2 separate regions of the Callithrix jacchus genome follow, and region 2 is linked to region 1. A link is a contact called in public Hi-C data. All regions are on one chromosome and are shown on one strand. Each heading gives the region's core, a stretch centred on a gene start, on an enhancer-like site or on the middle of the called end of the contact. The rest is flanking DNA. Distances are from core to core; before and after follow the strand shown.

Region 1 (7,452 bases), core at 1,475-3,974:
ATAAATAAGGGCCATCGCAACTCTGAGACAATAACACAAATGATCACACGGGGTGAGGCATCAGTAAGAGATCTGAGATCGTCCTCACAGGGATTCAGAGAGAATTGCCTGGTTCTGGTGGTCCAGTGGCCAAGTCACAAGCTTTACATCAGGAAGCCTGGTTCTTATCCTGGCACCTCCACCAGCTTGCTTTGTGACGTTGGGTAAACTGCTGAGCTCCTCTGTTTTCCAGCAGGAAAATGAGAATAGCACAATGTAACATCCAATTATTTCAAGTCTAATGTTTGGGAATAAAAAGCAAATATTTGCATAGCACTTCAAGCATCCAGAAAGAAGGGTGATATTTAAATTTTCAGCATTACTTGTGTTCTGTTCAATGTGTACCTATCTTGGTGAAGATTTGTTAGACAGTCTTTGTCAAAAATGAAACAAGCTATACCTCCTGAACCATTAAATTGATTAAATTAATTTTTTTTTTTTTTGAGATGGAGTCTCATCCCTTTCACCCAGGCTGGAGTGCAGTGGCTCAATCTCAGCTCACTGCAACCTCCGCCTTGGGTTCAAGTGATTCACCTGCCTCAGCCTCCCGAGTAGTTGGGATTGCAGGCATGCGCCACCTCTCCTGGCTAATTTTTTTGTGTATTTTTAGTAGGGACAGGGTTTCACCATATTGGCCACACTGGTCTCGAATTCCTGACCTCAGGTGATCCACCCGCCTCAGCCTCCCAAAGCGCTGGGATTACAGGCGTGAGCCATTGTGCCTGGCTTAAAGTATTAATTTTAAAATCTGACTTACTGCTCTTGGTGCCTTTAATATGGTTTTAAGTCAAGGGTTTCGTTAATGATTTTGTTTCTTGCCTTTTCTAGATTTATAGATGTTGTTCTCAACATATAGGTATTTTTGCTATGCCTTCAGAGCAGTATAACTTTGACTTCCATAATTAAATGAATTTCTTTCTCAATGGGAGGAAATTTCTGGCATCTAAATGCATAAAGTAAAAGGGATGGATTAATTAACATGCTCTTGTATAAACTAGAAGTGGAGTTTCTAGATACCATGATTGTACTAGTGTTTCATACCATATTTTTCTCTGCAGAGCGAAATTCAGTGGATACTGAGTAAAACTTTCATTTTTTTCCAGGATAACTTCATTGGGTATCAAAGAGGATTAACAAGTAATTTCAATGTCGTGATTCTGAAGGAGGTGTGGGCTCTGTGCAGACTTACGTTTTCTGTCCCTCTTGTATGGAATCACTGTGAGAGTTAGTCACTTTATAGATTGAGAGTGTGTTGTATCCCCATGAGTGAGGACTCCTGCCTATAGAAGGTCCTGACTTATAGGTTCAGAGGCCATCCTTAGAATGAGAGGGCTGAACATTTCCTTCTCCAGGTGTTAGCCCAGAGCAGAGAGAAATGTGTTCTGTGGAGCCCACAGCAGTGGAACAAATGGCTGCTTTGGAGAACCTGGGAGGTGGTGTGAGGATGTACAGCTGTACCCCGAGCAGTAGGTGTCACTGTAGTCAGTGGCTTTTACTACTCAGAGCCTAAGGGGTTAATTGGGTCTGGTTTAGAAGAACAGACACAGGCCCATCTGTGCCTTCTGACAAAGTGTTGGGCTTTGTCTCTAGGACACCAGTTGACTCCAATGAAAGACCCAAGTTGACTCCCATTTCTTCTCTAAGAATGAAAGAAGGATGCTTTCCCATTTATATTTTAGGGTCTAAGGCTAGGATCTTAGATGTTATGGGGTGGGATGGGTTGGGATAGATAAGTAGGTGAGCTAATCCTTCTAAAGTTTGATGGGGAGACCTAGAATAGAGAGGAAGGAAAATTCTATTAAGAGAAATGAAAGAATATAGAATAGCAGAATACATTTCCTTGTTGTTATTGGCACTGAGCCCTGTTATATTCAGGCAGTTTGAGCTTTTAGAACTTCTATCAGCATCCTTCTTAGAAATTTCCCTTTTACCACAAAGGAGGCAAAGGAAAAAAAGTCTCTTTCTAGCAGAGATGTACTTCTCTTTTGCCACCTTCCACTCCAGAAAGTTAATTTTCAAATGCTAAAATGGAATTTAAGATTTAGAAATAGCTACTGTGTTGACTAATTTTAAAAAAATCCTGTAATTACGTAGCCAATTCCTTTTTCAAGTACACCCAATTTTACTTTTTCTTTTCTAGTAGCACCCTGGTGTGAAAACAAAGTAAAACCGAGTAAACTCACTGCAGAGTTTTAGATGCATCTTATCTCTTATTTTTTTGCCTAGATAACCATCTTTCTCTCCACCCACCATCCAGGCAGCACAGTGTAGTTTGTCCTTTAAAAAAATGAAGGCAACGTGTATGATTTATATGTAGATACTCATTAAAAATAACTCCTGTCCAGTCTTTGCTCTTCCCCCATAACCTGCCTGTTGGTTGTTGTTAACACCCTGATTAAGCCTTGCTCTTAATAGTACAATATATTAAGCTCAGCCTGCTCTCTTCCCCCCTCTGTCTCCCTGTGAGTGAGTAGCTCATTTTAAACCATCCGCACACTTGCTGAGCCAGGTGGCGTTGCTTCCTGCCTCTCCTGCTCGCTGTTGCTAAGTGAGAGGCACCATATCATACATAAAGCTGAACCAATAGCATCCTGACCCCCATAGGCTGGTAAAAGCTGAAGAAAGAGAATCCCACAGCGTTGTCTGTGACCGGTGGGTCCTCCTCTCCCTCCCACCTTTTCTTTTCCAACAGGAAAGGGAGGCGGCCAGGGAGATGGTAGGAGGAAGAGGGAAGAAAGAATGGGGGAGGTGAATCCTAATATGCCTTGCAGTACTTGAGATAAATGCCATTTTTTTCTTTGTGAAGAAAAGGAATGGTAGCTTCTCTTGTGCAATCACAGCCCAGCAGATGCGCTTCTTTCTGCCCCCAAACTGCCTGTGTTGACAAAGCTCAAACTCTGAATAAGATGTCTGTTGACCTGCATATCTGCTTTGCTCCTCTCTCTTTCTCTCTCTCTTGCTATGAATCCTTTAATCCCCACAGTTTTGCAGATCTTGGCACCCCTGTTCATTCTTCCTCTTCATCTTTCTTGTTTCATTTCTGTCTCACAGTATTCTTTCTAGAATGCATTTCCTTTGAATATAAAAATTAGCAAAGAGTATTTTGTATATCGTCTTGTGAGGAAGTCATCAGATCATCCTAGGGAATGGGGCAAGGGAAGAGGAATATTTATAAAGGGGATTTTTAAAAACTCGTTAAGATTTTCAGTCTTGGCAGGGTCTAAGCAAGTACAAAGTGAAATGTGAAAGGCTGTTCTTAACTGGATAACTGCCAGTATAGACAGCCAATGGTATAGTTGAGATTACACAGAGGAAATGACCTTTCTCCTGTAATTACCTGGATATTTTAGGCAACATCAGACCCAAGTTACCTGGGTAATTATGGCTTCATAGATTTGAACTTAGGACAAAAGAGATTCCAGTGAAGTTTTCCACGGAAAACATTTGCTATCTTTGGTAATAAACATAGTGAAGGCACCCACTGTTTTTGCAACCATGTGAAGCCCTGTTACAAGACTTTCTTCAGTTCTATGCCTAGTAGGTTCCCAATAAATTTCTCCTGACCTTTTGGAGATGGCTTTATTATTTGGTCACTTGTAGGCCTTTTGAAAAAATGACCTGTGTTTATTTCTGAATGGGTATTGAGGTTTCCTGTAACCTCTTCCTGAATTTGCTCGTGTTTTGGGAGGATATCAAAGGAATGATATTCATGTTTAAACTGTCTATTTCCCTCAAGAAACTTTCCTTTCATTCTTGAAAGGAATTTTCTGGCCCTACTACTGGGCCAGAAATCCAGTCCACTTACTCAGGATCACACAGAAAAGTGATCATTATTCTCCTGTTCCACCTGTTTTTTCCCAGCATTTACACTAATTTTTGTCTGGTTGTTTGAACCAAAACTAAAATGTTTTCTTAAAGGAAAGTATGTAGGGTCAGATTAAGCAAAAGAGAAAAGCCTTATCAAATGTTGAGAACTGGATTTTTTGTTGTTGTTGTTCAAAGAGCCTATCTTTTTCTTATTATCATGAACTTAAAGATGGTCAGTGCCGTCATTGCTGACTTACAATATTTAAAGCTAAAATTCGTAGGCAGTCTTCAAACTTCATTTCATTTCATTTCAGTCTCCTCCAAGCGAAACCAGAGCTATTTACAGGTAGCCAAATGCTCAGATCTGAGCAGCGCCTCCATCTTCTGCTGTGCCCATTTTTTGGGGGGAAGGTGTAAATAACAAACTCAAGCTCCAAGAGCGGGCAATGAAGTTTAAAAATAAAGGACTGGCCGCCAAGTCCTGTAAAACTGGCTTGTCCTGCAGTTAGCCGGCAAGCCAGTCAGGATATTATTAGGTATTATTCATTCATCGCTCTTCTATTTTGTGCTCAGCCCTTTGCTGAGAGTTTGGAGCTGGAAGCGCAGCGTGAACCACGTTCTGGCTCCGCGCCTTCATCTCTGGGTTGCAGTCCTCTCAGTTTCACCAACTTCATTATTCAGATACAGGCGCTGCGCTTCCGCCAAGTAAACCTGCCAGGACCAGCTCTTCTTGCTTCTCTTCTTCTTCCTGGTGTGTAATTCTCTGCCTTCAAATCCCTGCTTCACACCCACCTCGGCTGCCCTGAATTTCCTAACTCAGCCAGCCAAGCACAAATCCCTCTAAGTCCCTCAGCGCGTTCCTCCCAAATCCGCACTTGCCCAACAGTCTGTCTAGGCACTAGCTGTGACATCGCCCTGGATACCTGATCAGGGCAATGATACCTCTGCTTTGTCCCCCTGTGCCTTTGCTTAGGCTGCGCCCTCCTTTCAGACCGCTTCTCCCCTCATCTCTCCCTGTGGAAATCTTGGCCTCAAAAGCCTATCTCAGATGCAGTTTCTTCACTGAAACTCTTCTCCTAGTCTCTTCCACTCACACTTCATCTTCCAGTCCTTCGAAACACCATGGCCACTTTTTTCCGACCTCTCCTTCAGAACTTTCCATCTTCTACTTAGAGTTGTCTTTACAGTACACTTGGCCCCAACTGCAGCTCAGAGGAGGTGCTTCGCCAGTCTCCTATATTCCACACGAGCCTTTCTGCAGAATTGCCACAAAAAAATAGGTATAATTACATATAGACTGCATTTATTTTGCAAACACAGCCTCAAGACAGTCCCCCTTCCCCGTGCCCTTTGCAACCCAGTTGCCAACCCTTAATTCCTCCTTTACAGAAAATCTGAAACCAGGCCGGTCGCAGTGGCTCAAGCCTGTAATCCCAGCACTTTGGAAGGCCGAGGCGGGTGGATCACGAGGTCAAGAGATCGAGACCATTCTGGTCAATATGGTGAAGCCCCATCTCTACTAAAAAAAAAAAAAAAAAGAAATACAAAAAATTAGCTGGGCATGGTGGCACGTGCCTGTAATCCCAGCTACTCAGGAGGCTGAGGCAGAATTGCCTGAACCCAGGAGGCGGAGGTTGCGATGAGCCGAGATTGCACCATTGCACTCCAGCATGGGTAACGAGCGAAACTCGGTCTCAAAAAAAAAGAAAATCTGAAACCAGATTCTCCATCTTAAGTGATTCCGGCCCAGAGCTGTATCTTCCTCGTCTTTGTATTTCCCACTTACTGTAACTGTCTTGCAGCCAGTAGACACTAAAGAAATACCTGTTGAATGGTTGCATAATGAAGTCCAGAAAACCTGAAAGATTATGTCTATAATTCGCCAGGTTTTCAAACTGTATGTGTAGAGAAGAATGAAGTTTTCTGTGAATATTTTAAATTAGATAATGAGATCACAAGTTCAGTTAAATATTATTTATCAATCAAGAGAGCCTAGGTGATGGTATAGTAAAAAAGAACTCCAAATCTTAGTGGTTTAAAGCAACAAAAATTTAGTTCTTGCTCATGTTTATTGTGGGTGGGTAGGGAGAAGAGATTCTTCTACTTATTGTTACTCAGGGATCCATTCTTATAAAACCAGCCACGATCTCACACTGGTGGTTATGGTGAAGGAGGGAGAGCTCCAGAGGGTCTAACATCAACAATTTAATGTGCCTGCCCAGAAATGGTTCCCCTCACTCTGCTCACAACTGTTTTTTTATTTTTTATTTTTTTATTTTGAGACAGAGTCTTGCTCTGTTGCCAGGCTGGAGTGCAGTAGCGTGGTCCCAGCTCACTGCAACCTCTGCCTCCTGGGTTCAAGCGATTCTCCTGCCTCAGCCTCCTGAGTAGCTGGGACTACAGGCACACACCACCATGCCCGGCTAACTTTTGTATTTTTAGTAGAGACAGGGTTTCACCATGTTGGCCAGGATGGTCTTGATCTCTTGATCTGGTGATCTGCTTGCCTTGGCCTCCCAAAGTGCTGGGATTACAGGCATCAGCCACTCTGCCTGGCCACTCACAATTTATTTCTCAGAACTCGTCACGTGATCCAGTCTAACCACACAAAAGCCAGGAAGTACAGCTCTACTATGTGCCTGAAAGATAATTAGAAATATTTAGATAATAGCATGAATAACTCCCGTTTTTTATTATTCACTCAGGGTTTTTAGAGGACATTTATATTTCATATTGACTTTGGAAGCATAGAGAATATTCATGTAATTCCCCTCCCTTTGCATGTGTTATTCTTTTTCACACCCACCAAAACATGTTGCTTTGCTTAACACTGGAAGACTAGGCCACAGCAATTAAGGGATAAGTGGTTCTTTTTTCTCTAAATATAAGATAGAGAACTTGCCCGTTGTTTATAGCTCTTCAGCTGCTCTTACCAATACTTCAGAGGCTCTTCTGATGGGTCGGTGAGGCTCGAGGCCGCAGTCCAAGGGCTGCCCCAGGTTTACTTTGAGTATTGCCACAGTCAGGATCATAGGGAATCAGTACGGGCTTTATAAATTTTTTCTAACAAATTAGAAAATGTGAAAACATTATATAATAGCTGCATTATTTTTTATGGTGAAAAGCTTCAAGGAGCATAAATGTCCAGCCATAGGGCATTAGCTGTGTAAGTTATGGTATATAGAGAAAATAGAATACATATAATCTTTAAAATTATATTTTAGAAGAATATTTTAGGAAGTTGAAAAAAATGTCCCATAAATCCATTGCTAAGTTTAAAAAAAAAAAAACAAAAACAGGCACTAGAACAGAATATGTAGCAGGTTCTCTCTCTCCCCCTTTTTTTTTTTTTTTGAGACAGAGTCTGGCTTTGTCACCCAGGCTGGAGTGCAGTGTTATGATCTCAGCTCACTGCAGCCTCCACCTCCTGGGTTCAAGTGCTTCTCCTGCCTCAGCCTCCTGAGTAGGTGGGATTACAGGTGCCCGTCGCCATGACTGGCTAATTTTTGCATTTTTAGTAGAGATGAGGTTTCATCATGTTGACCAGGCTGGTCTCGAACTCCTGACCTCAGGTGATCCGCCTGCCTTGGCCTCCCAAAGTGCTGG
Region 2 (7,452 bases), core at 2,025-4,524, 330 kb after region 1:
TGGCCTCCCAAAGTGCTGGGATTACAGGCGTGAGCCACCATGCCTGGCCTGACTATGACAAGCCTTGGTCTCCATTGTTTGAGGAGCTAAAGCCATTTAGCTGAAACCTTGCCATTTCCCTCACCTTGAAGGATGCTCTGCATGATCAAGAGGTTTCGGCAGTAAGAGTAAGAACCACAAGCTGTTTGTTATGTGGTCAGGGTGTACCAGTCACTGGGCCCATGGTGGAGCTGAGTTTCTACCCAGGCCTGTGGGGTTCCCCCAATCTACCCTGTTCCTTTCTAGAAGCTGAACAAAGAGCTTTGCTGAACCCATTTAGCAGCCTTCGCACTGGGCCCTAAGTTTCTGTTGTTTCAGTGATAAGCCTCCTAACTTGGTGAACTCTCCCTCAAACTCAATCATCTTGGGACACAACCATCACACATCAGAAAACAAACCTTTCAATCCAATCTTCAATAATCTGCTGAGACAGAGGAGTTTAGATGGAATGGGCCCTTTTGGAGCTCTGCTATAAGTTAATTATAAACACCTCTCCAAACCCACATTAAAAATTGCTCTGGAAAAAGAAAGTTTGTAAAAGAAAACCAAATCTCTGCCCTGACAGCAGATCAACTTCAAAGAAAATTCTAAGGTGTTATTTCATTTTCTTTCTTCCTTCCACTTATGGTTGAATGATCTAATCTTATGCCCTTTCTTTAAATGTCGAAGTTGATACCACAGAGGCATCCCAATTTTGGGTATGAGGCAACATATACAAAACAAAAAAAGATGCATATTTTGGTGCTCTTTCAGTTGCATCCTTTGATCCCAAGGGTCTCTACCTTTTTATTCTATGTCCATTCCTCTCACCACCCCCTTCCCATTTCTTTTTACTCCAGCATCCTCCTGGGTGGTCTGCTCAATTTAGACCAGATGCATGTTATGGTCAGTGGAAAAGTCAGAATCCCAGAGACGCCACCACCAGCTGTGGGACATCACACAAGTTCCTTAACGTCTCAGAAATTCGGGTTTTAAAAAAATATCAACAAAATGAGTTAAATATGGAGGTGAAAGACCCTAGGAGAGTATTTTGCAATGAGTAGGTGTCCCATAAATGTTACATTCTTCATATTTGAAGAACCCTTTCTATCAAAGGAAACTTTCCTCCAATCATAGCTTTTCATAGTTCACCTTATTACACCAGGGACTTGTAAGTTTAGCGATGTGTGATGCTGTCTTAGCAGCACATTATAATGAGTTGCATTATAATGAGTCGAATTATAGGGGACTCACTCCTTCCTCAGTCGTGGGTGCTCCTCAGCCTCCACAGCACAGTTGCAACTGAAGTAGCCTTTCCTGGAAGAATTGGCTCCTTCAGCCAATTCTTATAGAATTCTTGGGTTTGTATTGCAAACATCACTGGCCTAAGCAACCCTCCGAAAATTTTGAGAATTTTGTCCCAAGGCAGGAAACTTTGCAACAGAAACCTAAGCAACTCAGCACCCTGGCTTGCTTTTGAAAGTGCAGCTTTGCAATTTAATCAGGGCACAGGATTATTTGCCCCAATGATTCTCTATGGGACATCGTAATCACCTGGAGAGCTTGTTAAACCATCCCCAGAAGTTCTAATTCAGGAGGCCTAGAGGGGGAGCCTGGGAATTTGCATTTCTAACAAGCTCCCAGGTGGGAACTAATGCATTTGATCCTGGAACCACACTTTGAGAACCTCTAATTTAGTTCTTCGTTCAACTGGGGAGGTTTTAGAGTCTTCTTAGCTATTTCTTTTCTATGGCACTTCATTAACTATGTCACCTTCAAAATTTCCATTGTCAAGGAGTCTTATGAGTATGGTTTTCATTTCAGGGGGTGGGGACTGAGAGAGAGAGGTCATATGGCTTGCCTGCACCTCGGGCAGTCACAGCCAGGCGCCTCCGTCTAGCCATCGTGGGTGTTAGATTCATCCTGAGCTGCTCAATGACGTAAAACTGCTGCGCTCTTTGGCCCAGCAAGGTCATGTTAGCTTTCACCTCTGATACATACATCCGTCTTCTCAAACTTACTAATAAAACTTTCAACAGTATCTTTGCAGTGGAAAGCCTCTGGATTCTGGTGAGAGGTTGGACGTAGAAATCTTTTGATATATAAAATTTAATCGAAATCCCACTTGGGCTAAAGATTCATTCCTTAAAAAATTTTTTTACTTGACTCAGTTCAGTGTGTGTGTGTGTGTGTGTGTGTGTGTGTGTGTGTAGCATAGGTTTTCTAGGACATTCCTTTTGTTTATGCATTGCTTTATTTTTACTCTTTCCTGCCACGAAATATCCTCATCTCTGTCCCCGTGTCCTCCCCAGCCACTAACACGCACGGTATGGCGAGACCTGGGAAATGCGCCCTCGGGAGCACACCACAGCCTCGCCGGCTCCTGAGCGGCGCGCACCGGCCAAGGACCTCCAGAGCCCTTAGCGGGTCTCCCGAGCGCCCCCGCGCCGCCCCTGCCCGCGCCTGGGACCGCCTCGTGGGCTTCTTTGTTAGGGCCGCCTGCGCCGAGAGGCGGTCTCGGGCCTGCCGGCGGCGCACAGGCCCCATTCCTGACTTCTTAGCCGGAGTCCCCTAAGTACTTGTAAGCACATAGGCTCGAGTCGAGAGGCCAAATTAGGCCCCAGGGGACTTTTTCAATAAAATCCTAAATTTCATTTAGGCCGTTCGTAGGCCAAGCAGTTGCAAGGACTCTGAGCCGAAGAAGCCGCGCCGGGCCTACCCGAGGCTCGCTCCTTCCCTCCCCGCGCCGGCTTTGTGCAGCTGGGCTCCTGGAAACCAGGTCCCTCCCGGGCTGTCAGCCCTGGGGTCTGGTGTCCGCCACCCTCCCGCCCCTCTGTGGTCGCCACTGCCCCCGGACCCCACTCCCAGCCCTTCCGTTTCCTTCCACGTCCCCTTCCCGTGTCCTCCCCCGCCTGAGTTCTCCCTCCCCTCTGGCTGGAAGAAAAGTCGGTAATAAGAAACCAGTTCAGTGTCAGTCGGAGGAGGGGGGAGATAATCCCAGAGATACACCGCAATGGAGAGAGAACTCATTTTGTGTAAAGAGGGCCTCGAGTCACCAGGGAATTCCTGGATTGTCTCAGGCTGTCGTGTGTGATGTCCATCACGCCGTGCGAACACCATCTGCTCGGTATTATGCTCTCAGTTGCCAGGCTACCTGCTGTACGCAGTAACACTTGACTGCCTGGCTCCACGTTCGCAGCGCTCGCCCAGACGCGCTGGGCGGGGGCCGCGGAGGGGCGGGCGGGAGCCCTGATTAAGCCATCTGCGAGGGGAGGGGCGCGGGCGCGGCGGCGGCCGGGCGCGAGGCCGGGCTGACACCACCATCTGCTGGGGCGCTGGGAGAACGGCAGCTGCTCCGCGTTCCCCCGGCGAGGGACGCCTGGAAAAGGCTGAAAAGCCCTGGGCGTCCTCGAGCCCGTGATTCACGGGGTCCCCGTCACCCCAGCCTCCTCGCCACCGGCCGTCTTTTGTGATTCCCTGCTCTTTGGTTCGCTGCCAACAACGCCGGCCCCTCTCACCCAAACACTATGCATGTTCTTGAAAACACTTCAGAGAAATTAAAGCTTCCCTACGCACAGATTTATAAATAAACAGCTGGCTGTTCTTGGGAGATATTTTTACCATAGCTGTTTTTTGAAGTCGAAAACTGCCTGTTTGGGGGAGGTAAGGGTGCTCTTAACACCTCCTACCTCACTCTAGCCTTTAGAAAATTGCTAAGATCTTTTCCCTGGAAGAGAAGATATGTAAAGTAGGTTCCTTGGTTTTTATTTCTTTCTCCTTCCTTTATTTTACGGAAGAGTGAGAGGGTTAGGCGAGTAATGAAGATCTATGTAGCCAGTTGGATTTTTGAGGGGGAGAAACTGTATTAAGATTCTTAGGAGAAGCAAGGGAGGTCGTTGGGCAAGGAGTGGATTGGAGAACAAGCCAGTAATTACAACTAAAAATACTGCATCATTTGGCTTCAAGGCATTACATTCCACATGAGGAAAGCTCAGCCTGGTTTTCTCTAATTGCACAACACAGTGTGTGTCTTTCTTAGAAATGAGCAGTGGCTTGAAATCCTGAAATCTGACAGAAGATTTCTCATTAAGCCCTCTTAGACTGGAGGTTAAAGGAAGCCATGTAATAGGAAACAGTGGCCTCGGCCAGCTTAATGTATAAGGCAAGTCACTGAGTACATCTTCACACTTTGGAATATACATCAGAATCTGGGGCTGTAGGTGTGTCTCACCCACCGTTGAATGTGGCAGAGCTTGTTGGGAAAGTACTAAAGATGTTTCGTAGGGAGGGCAGTCCTTTAAGAATGCACCTAGTGCTGGGAGCAGTGGCTGCTGCCTGTCATCCCAACATTTTGGGAGGCCAAGGCAGGAGGACTGTTTGAAGCCAGGAGTTTAAGACCAGCCTGGGCAACATAGTAAGACCACCATCTCTACAATGAATTTAAAAATTAGCAGGGCATGGTGGCATTCATCTGTAGTCTCACTTACTCAGGAGGCTGAGGCAGGAAGATTGGTTGAGCCCAGGGGCTGGAGGTTGCAGTGAGCTGTGATCATACCACTGAACTCCAGACTGAGCAATGGAGTGAAACCCTGTCTCTAAAAAAAAATTAATAGAATAATACATACAGCCCTTCCTGCCTGTAGGTCTTCAGTGAGAACCCTAAGGCTAAACCTCTGGAAGGGAATTATTTGGGGAAACATATAATCGTGGGAAGTAATAACATGACTATCCTTTTGGGAGGGTTGTTTTTTTTTTTCACACTGTGCTTTTGAAGTTCTTTTTTTTTTTTTTTTTTTGGCCCAGGATGACAGGGGCAAAAAGTGATTTGATGTATTATCGTCACCCCATTTGCCTCTCCCTTTCTTTTCCCAGTGGAGGGGAGGCTGGGAAAGCAACACTTCTTCACTCCTTACCACTTCTAGGCACACTCCCCAGCTGTGCCGGCTGGTCGCACAGGACAAGCATATCTCAAAGTGCACAAAGATAAACAGGGCCCTCCCAGACCAGCCCTCTCAAAAAAATCAAGCTGAAGAAAATTTTATCTTCCCTTGGGCTTCATTTTCTTTCCAACTCTCTCCTCCTTATCAAAACTGAAAAGTATCAAATATACTGAGATAGAAAAAACAAACTGCATATCTGCATTTTTGCTGATTGGCTGTTTATATGTCAGTGTGAATTCATTTGTTAAAGTGTAAAGTCAATCAGCCATTTGTCCCTAAAGGTGGCAAGAAACAGATTTATTTCACTGGAAGGAAGGGCTTGGAAAATAGGTGGCAAATATTTGGGGGGAAAGGGAAGACCCTGAAATATCTAGACCCCTGCAAGGGTTAGTCCTGAAGTAAACTTTTTGGTAGCACGAAGGTTCCTGGCATTGTTTAGTATAAGATCTTTTTATTAACATCAAAAATATTTCCTAGCTATGTTTGTGTATGTATAGAGAAAATACACTAAGACAAAACGTTTTATTAATTTCAGCTACAGCATTTATGTATAAAAAATAGAATGCAGTACACTTATGAGAGACACACTGTATAGGTATACAGGCTGTTCTTAGGTGCACACTTAACACCATGAAGACACTGCCTGGGAGAGGCCTGAGCTAGTAGGAAGAGTACTGACTTGAGAATTAAAATTAGCATTCTACTTACTCATGTCACCAAATACCACCTGTACCCTGATAACTTATGGAAAATTTTTTTTAAAAAGCAAAGAAAAGCAATCTGTTTTTTGGTGTTTTTTGTTTTTTTTTTTTTAATTGCATTCCAGTTCTGCTAGTTCTGAGTCTACCATTCACAAATTGTGCGACCTGGGCTACTGCACAAACAAACCAGAGCGTCTTGGGTGATGGGTTGTTGGGTAAGAGGAGTAGCAGTTTGGTTTGGTTTTTGTTTGTTTTGCTTTTTTGTTTTGTTTGGAGGGAAGAAGAGCAACTGAAGATCCAGTTGAGGTCAGTCATACTAGAGAGGGAAGTCGGAATGGTTCTACACACCACAGAAGGAAGGGAGGAACACAGCCCAGGCTGTAGGGAATCAAATCCAGGACTGTCTCTCTCAGAGAGACAGAGAGAAACTTCACCTATTTGCTTTGAGAAAAAACTGCCAGCATGTTTAGCAGTATCTGCGTTGGAAAGGCAATAAAGTAAAAAGAAGAAAAATATTGAAATCCAGATGGAGTCTCGCTCTGTTGCCCAGGATGGAGTGCAGCGGCGTGATCTCAGCTCACCGCAATCTCCGCCTCCCAGTTTCAAGCAATTCTCTCAGCCTCCCAAAGTGCTGGGATTACAGGCATGAGCCACCACCCCCGGCTGGATTTAAAAATTGTTTAATGATAGAGTTATTCGCATTTGCTTCTTACTATTTAAGGTCTCATAGTAATGCTTCCCAAAATGACTGTGAATGTCCTTATATGTGTGCCCGTTTAATCTGTATCAACTCCTCTATGTTCACATTAATTACTTGAAACTTAAATGAGGAGGAATTTCTGCAGAATGTTCAGACAGTACTTGCCACTGCTAGGTAGGCTTCAGAGAACAAATAGGAAAGGAGGTGGCTAGAAACTGAATCTTTGGGCCACATGCCGTTTCTTCCCATTCGCTGTTTTTCCCTAATAGTCTACCCTGTCCAGCTCAGAGCACACACTTCGCCTCTGAGCACATTCTTCACGTAGTCACCTGGGCAGTGTGGAATTCGGTCTTTACTTAATTTACTTGGCCTCCTCTTCCCTAAGGACTAGTCCTTAGAAGTTGCCATCATTTGACTGGCTGACATATAATTATAGAATCAAGAGACCCAATCCAACACCCCACATTTAAATTATCCCAGACAGAGGAGACTCCATTCTATTTTTAAAGATATTAGGAGATTACATAGCTTTGGTCAGTGTAAAACATTCCCAGTTCTCCCCATCAGCAACTCTGGCCAGCAGGATTTTTCTTTTTGACATATATCAAAGCTCTCAAATGTTGCAACTTATTAGAATTCCATCAAATATCAGACCTGTTGATTAACAAATTCCTGCAGTTTTCTGTAAATGCCCCTCCTACTTTCAAAGAAGATGTCTATTTTTGGCCAAGTAGACATAAGAAATAAGGATTAACAGGTGAGGTCAGGATGTCTCAGACTTTAGGTGAGCTCAGCCTGAGGGCTCATTTCCTTTCCTTGGAGGAACACAGGATGTTAGTTGAAAATCCAGTCCATATGCAATAGTCAGTCCCATCTGAAACACACTGAACTTGGCCTTCGATTTCCCAGAGCCATGCTATCTTACTATCCATGTGGCCTCTCTAATTCTACTCAGGTAAGGTCGGTTGGAGGCTACTTTTATGGAAATGCAATGTTTGTCACTCACGACCCCTCCTGTCCATAAGCCGGGATTCCTGCCCTTTTCCCAGGGGTCTCCCTTCAAATGGCAGTGAGTCTCCATGGGGAATCCCTG

Evidence for each region. A called contact is a pair of places that touch in the nucleus more often than the background predicts.
Region 2: a Hi-C map of skeletal muscle shows a contact between it and region 1, with 9 times the contacts expected there. The contact joins two enhancer-like sites. A contact is called at or near these places in 3 of 3 Hi-C or Micro-C datasets (induced pluripotent stem cells and skeletal muscle).

The regions. Positions count from the first base shown.
Region 1 is chr3:56,905,352-56,912,803 of calJac240_pri, forward strand. All of the region lies in intron 1 of MAML3 (mastermind like transcriptional coactivator 3), which reads left to right. Among named protein-coding and RNA genes, the nearest start is that of MAML3, 110 kb to the left of the region's middle. Within about 2 kb of position 2,725, at least 7 of the 16 cell types and tissues checked have an H3K27ac peak or open chromatin away from gene starts, as enhancers often do. A contact at or near this core is called in skeletal muscle, where this site is marked.
Region 2 is chr3:57,237,092-57,244,543 of calJac240_pri, forward strand. The region is part of intron 2 of MAML3 (mastermind like transcriptional coactivator 3); the gene reads left to right. MGST2 (microsomal glutathione S-transferase 2) reads right to left here. Exons shown (of 6, transcript XM_035292922.3): 6 at 5,742-7,452. Among named protein-coding and RNA genes, the nearest start is that of MGST2, 68 kb to the right of the region's middle. Within about 2 kb of position 3,275, at least 15 of the 16 cell types and tissues checked have an H3K27ac peak or open chromatin away from gene starts, as enhancers often do. A contact at or near this core is called in skeletal muscle, where this site is marked.